3 separate regions of the Mus musculus genome follow, and all the other regions are linked to region 1. The links are chromatin contacts, called in public HiChIP or PLAC-seq maps. All regions are on one chromosome and are shown on one strand. The core of a region is the stretch at or near the end of the contact, and the rest is flanking DNA. Distances in the headings are between cores, read along the strand shown.

What was found. HiChIP or PLAC-seq counts read pairs in DNA pulled down with a chosen protein or histone mark.
Region 2: an HNF4G HiChIP or PLAC-seq map of pancreatic cancer cells shows a contact between it and region 1. The contact joins two enhancer-like sites. A contact is called at or near these places in 1 of 39 promoter capture datasets (liver), 3 of 484 Hi-C or Micro-C datasets (bone marrow-derived macrophages and liver), 8 of 115 datasets of contacts at active chromatin or transcription factors (acute myeloid leukemia, embryonic stem cells, epiblast stem cells and 1 more) and 4 of 9 other capture datasets (adipose tissue, embryonic stem cells, liver and 1 more).
Region 3: an HNF4G HiChIP or PLAC-seq map of pancreatic cancer cells shows a contact between it and region 1. The contact joins two enhancer-like sites. A contact is called at or near these places in 2 of 484 Hi-C or Micro-C datasets (B cells and bone marrow-derived macrophages), 11 of 115 datasets of contacts at active chromatin or transcription factors (bone marrow-derived macrophages, embryonic basal ganglia, embryonic forebrain and 7 more) and 2 of 9 other capture datasets (adipose tissue and liver).

Annotation. Positions count from the first base shown.
Region 1 is chr11:117,203,360-117,206,489 of GRCm38.p6, reverse strand. It overlaps a transcript of Septin9 not described here. Among named protein-coding and RNA genes, the nearest start is that of Gm39478, 61 kb to the left of the region's middle. Within about 2 kb of position 1,334, at least 58 of the 459 cell types and tissues checked have an H3K27ac peak or open chromatin away from gene starts, as enhancers often do. A contact at or near this core is called in liver, pancreatic cancer cells and pancreatic islet, where this site is marked.
Region 2 is chr11:117,309,718-117,312,809 of GRCm38.p6, reverse strand. All of the region lies in intron 2 of Septin9 (septin 9), which reads right to left. Among named protein-coding and RNA genes, the nearest start is that of Gm34065, 16 kb to the left of the region's middle. Within about 2 kb of position 1,444, at least 136 of the 459 cell types and tissues checked have an H3K27ac peak or open chromatin away from gene starts, as enhancers often do. A contact at or near this core is called in liver, pancreatic cancer cells and pancreatic islet, where this site is marked.
Region 3 is chr11:117,090,565-117,093,370 of GRCm38.p6, reverse strand. No RefSeq gene overlaps it. Among named protein-coding and RNA genes, the nearest start is that of Mir6516, 15 kb to the right of the region's middle. Within about 2 kb of position 1,415, at least 123 of the 459 cell types and tissues checked have an H3K27ac peak or open chromatin away from gene starts, as enhancers often do. A contact at or near this core is called in pancreatic cancer cells, where this site is marked.

The sequences.
Region 1 (3,130 bases), core at 85-2,584:
CTGCAAAGTAACCAGCCAGCAGACACCTGGTTGCCAAGTGACCCAGGTAGCCTGTCACCTGCAGCCATTGATCCATGCCCATGGGCTCGGGAGGTGACAGGGATGGAGAGATCACACTGCGCCAGCCTCGTGTGCCAGTCACTGCAAGGAATGAAGATGGTGGACAGCTGGTCTCAACAGCAAACCAGCGCAGGGACACTCAGCAGGTTGATGGACAGTTTCTCTCCATCATACCTCTTGATGAAATGCTATCCTGAGCATACTTTCCTGGTTGTGGGTGACAGCCATAATAATAGCCAAAGAGTCACCATTACAGTCTAGACGGATCAGTGGGCCAGATCCTCTAGGAAAGCGGGTGAGGGGCCACCAAACACAGGACGTCCACTCTGAAGAGCCGCCAGAGCTCTGGCTTTGACCCGTACCTGGTATGTGACTTCCCGGTGAAAGGGCCTGAGTGACAGGGACATGCAACCCTGAAAGCAGGTGCCGCTCAGATAATTAAACGATACATTTCACACTTGTGGGGACAAGCAGAGCAAGGGACATAAAAGTGAATCTAACAACAGGTAGGGTTTTATGTTCCGGTTCCATTTCCTGATTGCATCGCTGAAGGAAAAGTCCACAACACAAAACATCGACCACAGGCAACAACAGCAAAACAAACAAACGAAAGTGATGGATACAGGGTCTGTCTCAGAAAGCATTTCCAGAGGGGAGAAAAAAATCAAATAAAATAAAGGCAACCGAGGTCCACAGTTAAGGCCGGCCCGCAGCCACCAGGAAGCTCTGCCACCCAGTGACTCATCCGACATAGCTGAGGTTTTACCACACCTTGTAAGCAGGGAGGCAGCGCGATGCCAGTGCTGGTGAGAAGCCACCATTCCTCCCGGCTCCCTGGTACATCTGACTGCCCTTTTGTCTGGCACCCTGCAGTATCCATATGACCCAGAAGCCCTCAGCTCTAACCTTACCTAGCCACTCGCCTGCTCTGCTCTACTGAGCCAAAGATATAGAATTAATTATCAGTGAGTTTTACAAATAACTCCTCCAGACCCCTCTGTGCCCAGCGGTCAAGTCCCTAGCATGCTGGAAGATGACAAGCACTGGATGTAACCCACTTCCAAGTTGCTTGGGTTACAGTAGCCTTATCCTCCGGCTGGGATCTGATCCTCTATAAAGAGGGTTGTGAAAGGAGGGCCCCAGGATGCAAGTCCCATTGATCTCAGCTCAAGGCCCCGGGCAGCCAGCCAGCTAGCTCACTGGTGCCCAGCCCTTCCTGGTAACCATGCTCACCTGGAACTCAGCTCAAACCTGAGCACGGTTGCCACTACTCCTGAGTCAGCTGCTGCCCCAACACGCCTGGCCTGGCGAGGACCTGGGTATAACACTCCAGGACTCCTGATGCTGCTGTGGCCCACCCTTTGCTCCAGATGTAGTCTGGGGGAGTCAGAGTGTGAGCATGCCCTGGGAGGAGTGAGGAAAAGACCACTGTGGCAGAGACTGCAGCCACCAACTGCCACGCAGGAGGCAGGCAAGCCTATAGGTCCTCTCCTCGGGATCCTCAAGCCAGGGTCAGATGGGTTGCCTCAGCTCCACAGAGACCTTCTCTGCCCCTGATTTCAGCATTCCAATCAATGCTGAAGGTCAGGGTTTGACTGGTGACTTGGGTCCCAGCCAGGGAAGGTCCGGGTCCAAGGGCCATCCTGCGACCTGAAGCTAGGATTGGCTTTCCGTGCTCCCGTTTCCTGTCCTGAGGTCTTGGGCAGCCAACAGTAAGGCTTCATCGAACCAGGTCAGATCAGTCCCCAAACAAAGCTTGGTTGTTGGAGATCTGCTAGAGGCCACTGACAAGCAAGGCTCCTGGGGCCGCCACCCCTCTCTGGTCAGAGTAGCTTGGTGTCATCTTCACTTCGGCTGCAAGCGGACCCGGGCCCAGGGCAGGGTTGGAGAGATAAGGCCAAGAAACTGGGCTGGGAGCAGCCTGCCCCTCAGCCCTCCGGGCCCTGCAGTGCTGTTGCGGAGAGCCACGGGGAGCAGCCAGAATGGAGCCTGAGGCTCAGCAGCACTCAGCAGACACTTCTGGAATAAATGGCTCAGAGCACACGGAAAATTAAAACGGATCAGGAACTCTGGGGAGTCGGGGCCCCTTGCAGCTCAGCATGGCTGTTCTGGCAAACCTGGCCAAAGTTTCTGGAGCCAGAGCAAAGCTATCCCAGAGACCTGCCCACCTGTCACAACTGGCTTTGCTGCTGCCACCAACAACCCTGCAAGCCTGGCTGCCTGACACTATAAGTGCCTTCAACCAGGGCTTAGACTTCTCTTAATTGGGACTTTTGGATCACATGGCCTGTGGCAGAGTCAGGACTCTGAGGTCTCTCTAGGAACCCCTCAGCACAGCAGGGCTGTACTTGCTGTCTTTGCAAGCCCCAAGCAGCTTCACCAGCCTCTGGTCCTGATGACCCCCCCCCCCCATAAATCCCTAAAGCAGTGAAGAGCTGGGATGTTTTCAAGGTAACAGCCCCAACAAACAAGCCTTAGATGGGGCAAGAGTCACCCCTTTCTCTACCCAAGCACCCTTTGAGCCCAGGGTCTCTCTCTTCGGAGCCCTTGACATCCTGAGACTAAGAGATCCACTCAGCATGTACCCTGGGGCCTGGCTCTGTGCTGGTCTGGGCTAGATCTCTCTTATCAAAAACATCTTTAGCAAATTGCAGAGCCCACGCAACACTGCCCACGGACAAACATGCGGAAACCTGGTCGCCTCCAGGTTCAATGCCTGTCTTGGAGCCTCGGGCAGCCTGGGACAGACAGAACCATCTGAGAAGGGCACAGAGGGTTCAGGAGGGAACACACCTTCCATGGTCTTGTTTAGACATCCAAGGGAGGCCTACGGGCACATGGACAGCCCAATGTCTGACTAAGACAGCTGCTCCTGAATGACAACTCTGCCTCTCTGCACCCATCCAGGTGTAAGCAGGTCCCACGGTAGAAGGTGGGCTCTCTCATACTCTTTCTGGTACATTTTACTCAACGCTACGCTGGTAAGACGCTTTGGAGTGGAAAGCTGGGAAGGAGGCAGGGGCAGGCAGGCAGGGTGGATGGCTGTCCATGTCTGAACTTGCCTTCCCAC
Region 2 (3,092 bases), core at 195-2,694, 110 kb before region 1:
AGACTTCCGGAGCTGCTGGCTTGTTTCCCACGCAGCTGGTTTTCCTGGGAGGCCGGTCCTGTAGACTCAGTCCCTGGCCAGCATGACCTCCCACAGCTGGGCCCTTCCTCCTGTGCTTGGTCACATGGTGCAGGCCAGAGGGGCTCCAGGGGAGGAAAGGCCACCAGGAAGAGTTTGCTGAGGGACTGGGCTGGGGGGCCGGGGAAGAGCTCGCTTTGGCCCAGGCATGGACAGGCAGAGACGGACGTTCATGGGTGGCTATTCAGTATCACTGGTCACCCAGCCCTTTCTGACAGTGGGAATCTAGGCTGGCTCCTATCCTGACGGACAATTCCCACTTCCTCCTGGGCACTGAGCCGACCCTAACATCAGCCCTCCCTCAGCACCAGGGCTCCAGAAGGACCCAGATTTCCGCTGGCCCGAGCTTTAGCAAACCAGTGCCTGGAACAGCTCCGAAAAGCACTTTGTTTGACTTGTTTATTTAGAAACAAGAGTCTCACGTAGCCCAGGCTGACCTCAAACTCACTCTGGAGTCAAGCATCAGCCTGAGTTTCTGTCCTCCTGCTTACACTTCCCCAATGCTCAGACTACGGGCGGGCGGGGACCACCGCACTCAGTTTATACAGCGCTGGGGTCTGAGCCCAAGGGTCTTTTGCATGGGAGCAAGCATTCTACCAACCAAACCACACTCAGCCAGAAAACTCGCTGGTACAAAGTGGTTTCCAGCAACACCTCTCACCAGACTCTTCCCAGAGGCTTAGGAGGGAGGAAGACGCCAGCAACCCATTTTATAGACACATCAACTGAGTCATACAGAGACTTCCCAAAGCTAAGTGCTACAGAGTCAGCAGAAAACACAGCAGGCAGAGGATAGCTCTGATCCTGTATCAGGGTCGAAGACAGCCCTGGGAATATGGGGCGGGGCACAGAAGAAGGTTCTAAACAAAGCAGGAGGCACAGAGGAGTGAAGATCACCAGTGCAGTAATTGGCCTCACAGCACAGCAGCATCTGCGTGTCCAATTGGCGAATCCAAGTAAGGCCAACGGTCCCCTGTATCTCTGCCTCCTGCCAGCTCTCCCGAGGGACCACAGAAGTGAGGCTCTCACTTTATGGAGTATCCAGAGACCCCTCCTGTTGGGCCAAGGAGGCTAAGCAGAGGCCACCACCCCCTCATGCACTACGGAAACCACAGGTCTCTTCCTTCACCTGCCAGCTGAGGCTCGGAGGCAAACACTCTAAGCTGTGTGGCCTGGAGCCAGTGGTTCCCTCTCTCTGCGCCTCCTCTTCAACACTAACCCAGCACTTGGAACATGTAAGAACGAACACAGCAAGGATCCAGAATTAATGAACTATTAATGCGGCCGGGAGTTAAGAGGACAGCCTCCAGAGCTGTCCCTAAAATGGAAACAAATCTCTCGACTCCAAGCAGGGCAGAATGGAGCCAAGGGCAGCCTCCCGGGCCAGCTTCTCCTGGGCTGAGCCGGGCTCGGGCCCTCAGCCACCCTCCTGATGATGTCATGCTGGCACCTGCTTCTACAACACATGTTTGGACTTTCCAGCTTGTTTGCCCCTCCCCACCGACCTTCCCCCACTCTTTCTTACTCATTCTTTCCCTTCATTGCTGTTCAAAAAAAAATCTCAGAGGCCAAATGTGTCAGCTGGCTCCCTGGAAGAGTGTCTGTAGCCAGGATGAAGGGCTATGAGTGGCAGGAGAGTCTTGAGATGCAGAGACTGGGAGAACCTTGAGATGGGTTACCGGAAACAGCCAGGGTCCACCTGGATGCTCACACAGCCTCCCCGACACCGGTCCTCTATTTAGGGGCTATAATTCCTCTGTGTGCGTGAGTGAAGGCCAGAGAGTAATCTGACAGTCTGATGTGTCATTCCTCAGAGCACCATCAGGTAGTTTGTTTTTAAAGACAAAGATTGGCGTGGGGTTCACCACGTAGGCTGGGCTGGCCAGCCATTGAATCCCAAGGACCTGCTTGTGTCTGCCTCCCCGCCACCAGCATGCTTGACTTTCTACTTGGGTTCGAGGCATGATTCTTAGGTCCTCATGCTTGCTATTGAGGAATCCCACCATGTGTTCACCAGCCTAGCACAGAGGCTGCGTGCTGGTGCAAGACCGTCCTCCCGAGTGGTCCCCAGATGGGAGGCAGGAGAGGGACGAGTGGCCTGTTCCTGCTAACAGCTTGTTGGACATGTAGAATAACCTTTATTCTGGTTTTCCACCTGGCACTGGGCCAGAGGATAAGGGGAGGCTGGGAGGTAAGCAGGGCCAGGAGACAGGAGACCTCAGGGCACTTTCTCTGCAGACAGAGGCATCCCTGGAAACTGTTGGACAAGAGCTTTCCCCAGGAGACTGCATGCCAGCACAGAATCCAAAGCCACACAGAGGAAGCCAGGAGGGCAGATGACATCCTTATACTGTGGGCTGCAGGCAGGTGGCTGAAGTTCTCTGAGCCTTGACTCCCTGATCTGGAAGATGACTGGGGTCAGAGGTCAGTGCCCCTTTCCCAGGTCCAGCTTCATGGGCCTCACCATCCTACCCATCAGTGCCAGGCCCTATGTCAGGACAGACATTTTCTAAACTCTCCAGGCCTCTTTCTCTCACCGCAGCTTGGCCCACCTCAACCCCTCCACCCACAGCTCTGAGGGTTGCTCAGGGCCAGAACCTAGAAATGAAAAGACAAGGCCAGGAGTTCCCCTCCCAGTCCCCTGGGCCACATCGGCTGGCTGACCTCCCAGGAAGCAGGACACAGGCTACTGTCCTGGCTGCCCTGTCTGGCTCCAGGACAGGCAGGGGATGGCTAGGTTCAGTCTGCTTCTGCATCTAGGCTCCTGGGGTGGCCACAGTGAGCCCTGGGCTGAGTCGCAGGTGGCCCAGGATTGCTGGGTGCTGTTTAAGCCAATGCACACCCATCTTAGAGCTCACTCCCAGGAAGACTAAAAGAAAAGCCCAGGGGCTTCATAGGATGCTAGACCTGAGCAGCTGGGCTGTGAAAAGGAAGAGGCCAGTCCCTGTAGACCAGACACCCTGCATCCTGCACCCAGGCGTGGTTTCAGGCGATCCCGTGGAGGAGGCCAGGGT
Region 3 (2,806 bases), core at 166-2,665, 110 kb after region 1:
GAGAGATAAAGACCGAGACACACAGAGAGAAAGACAGAGATACAGAGACACAGAGGGAGGAAGAGATAAAGAAAGAGATATGGAGAGACACAGAGACAGACAGAGATAGAAAAAGAGAAAGATACAGAGAGAGAAAGACAGAGAGACACAGAGACAAAGACAGATACAGAGACAGATGACAGACAGACAGACAGACACACACACACAGAGAAAGAGAGAGAGAGAGAAACATGTTTAGTTGCTACTTACTGGCTGGACAGGAGACAGGAGAATGTTGAATGGGGCATGGGGCCCTGGGGGCTGTGTTTGGGGGTGTACATCTGAGGTGTGACAGAACAGAGTTAGCTATAAGCCACAATGCAAATGTCAAGCCCACAGAGTCACACTCAGAGGTCATGACGTGGCCAGCAGATGAAGTCCCCTGTTCAAAGGCCCTTGCAGGTGCAGCGGATGGGATGGTGCTGGCAATGCGCCTCTCGCCCTACAGAACTCCCATGAGAAAAAGCTGTGTCAGCAAGACGGCCTGGCCCCTCCCAGCCTGTGAAGCCCCAAGGACTGTGAGACAGCCTCAGTGGGAGAAGGTCGTGACCTTCTCACAGCCTCAGTTTTCTCCCTCGGCTGTGCTCTGATGTGGTGTTTTCTACGTATAGATGAACTGCAGTTTCTCTCCACTTTGGGTTTGTTTGTTGTTGGTTTTTTGTTTTGTTTTTTTTTTAAGTCTCTTTCTTCCATTAACCAAGCAAAAAACAGAGTAGAAATCTAAAGAAGAAATTGTGTGTGTGTGTGTGTGTGTGTGTGTGTGTGTGTGTGTGTGTGTGTTGGATGTGCATGTATCTGTTATCTGTTTGTACACTTTTCTTTCCTTTAAAGTCATGCAAATATGCTGGTGTGGCACCTCGTCCATTTAATCTCAACACTAGAGGCAGAGGTACAGAGATCTTAGGGAACTAGTGGTCAGCCTGGTCTACATAGCAACTTTCAAGCCAGCTAGAGCTACCAAGACAGACCTTGTCTCAAAACACAAAACAAAACAAATAAAATCAGTTAAATGAGACTCCTCATTTTCCCCCTGAGAGTCAGGCATGACCTCCAGTCAATCAGGCACTTAGAGCTGGATCACTGGCGACTGTCCCCCGGCCTGCGTCCTCACCACAGAGGAACAGCTGAAAGAGAGGTGGCCTCAGGAAAGCTGTAGGACTGAGCGGTCCAACCAGGACCCCCTCCACGTGGGCAGCATTCGCGGTTGAGTGAACGAGACTCTTCGCCCTGACCCTCAAGGCACACTAGCCTCTCCACCGGCAGCTGGTTTTCTCCAGCATTAGCGACTCTGAGAGAAATCACATGCCTAGGGAGACGTGTGACATGTGAACGTTCTCGGGTGACACACGCATTAACTGCTCTTATACGCAGAGTGAAACTGTGGACCGGATCGGGCTGGCCCCAGTCGTGTTCTCCTGAAGGTTAGGGGTGGGACACAGCAAGGAGCCGATGGGCGGGACTGCGGAGCATCCGCTGAGTTTGGAATCCTGACCCTCCCCTTACTTGGAACAGAAGTGGAGGTGGCTTTCTTGATTCTCAACCAAATTACATTTTTTTTTTCAAAGGCTGGGGGTGTAATTCAGCATACATAAGGTCTTGGGTTGGATCCCTAACAAGAAAAATAAACCAAACAAAACCCCAAAACAAACAAACCAACCAACCTCACCCTTCCTTCACTGCCTGTCTTATTTGCAGAAGAACGCGCCTTTCTTAAGGCCCTTTCTGGAATTTCTCAGTTGGGGTACCGCCTCCTCATTTCCTGTTACTTATCCCTAGAGGAAAAGAAATGACCTAAACAGGGCAGGGGGGATGCTCCATGTGAACAGAGGCTCACCCTGCGAGCCTGGCACCTGAATGAAAAATAGAAATTAAAAAAATAAAAATAAAAATAAAAAAAGGAAATGACTGTCCCTAAGTGTGGTGGAGATGACGATTTATCGTAGATAGAAGAGAGAGCATAGCCCGAGGCAGGGGCATCTGGGAGCCCAGACTGAGCTGGGGCACGCAGGGATACAGGGACAGGGCAGGTAACCAACATGTCTGGATTATAGGGAAGAGCGTCTGAGCAAGAGCAGCCCAGTCCCTGGGCTGGAGAGTTCAGGGTAGAGGGTATGCCAGCCCTACCCTGTAACCGTAGGGACTGGAAGAACCTGAAGCCAGGTCATATTTGATTTGTTAAATAGCCACCATTTGTCTTGGGGTCTGAGACTGACTAACCAGAGTTCAAGCACCACATCCCAAGGTGGAAAGAGAATAGATCAAAAGTGGCACACGTAAGTCTGCACTGGAACACTCACACGCACGCACACACGCGCACGCACACACACACACTGCTAATAATAAATAAAAGTTTAAAAAGGTAGCAATTCACCTAAAAAAAAAACTTTCTGCAAAAAGAACATATCTCCCACAGTCAATTAAAGTGCCACCACCACCACTAGGGTGCCTACAAGCCCTAGATTCTGGTCACTTCAAGTTGCAGTGTTCTGTGAACTCCTGTACACTTGAATAGTCTTTAAACAAACCATCTTTCTCTTGTAACCCACGCTGGCAGTACCGTTTGCTGTCCCCAGTTACTGAAAATGAGAGTAGAAGAAGCCAAACCGGGTGTGGTGGAACACACCTTTCATCTCAGCACTTGGGAAGCAGGAGGATTTCTGTGAGTTCGAGGCCAGCCTGGTCTGCATAGAGAGTTGCAGGACAGCCAGGGCTACATACTGAGACCCTGTTTTTACAAGTAGCATAGAGAGGGAGAAATTTTCTCTCC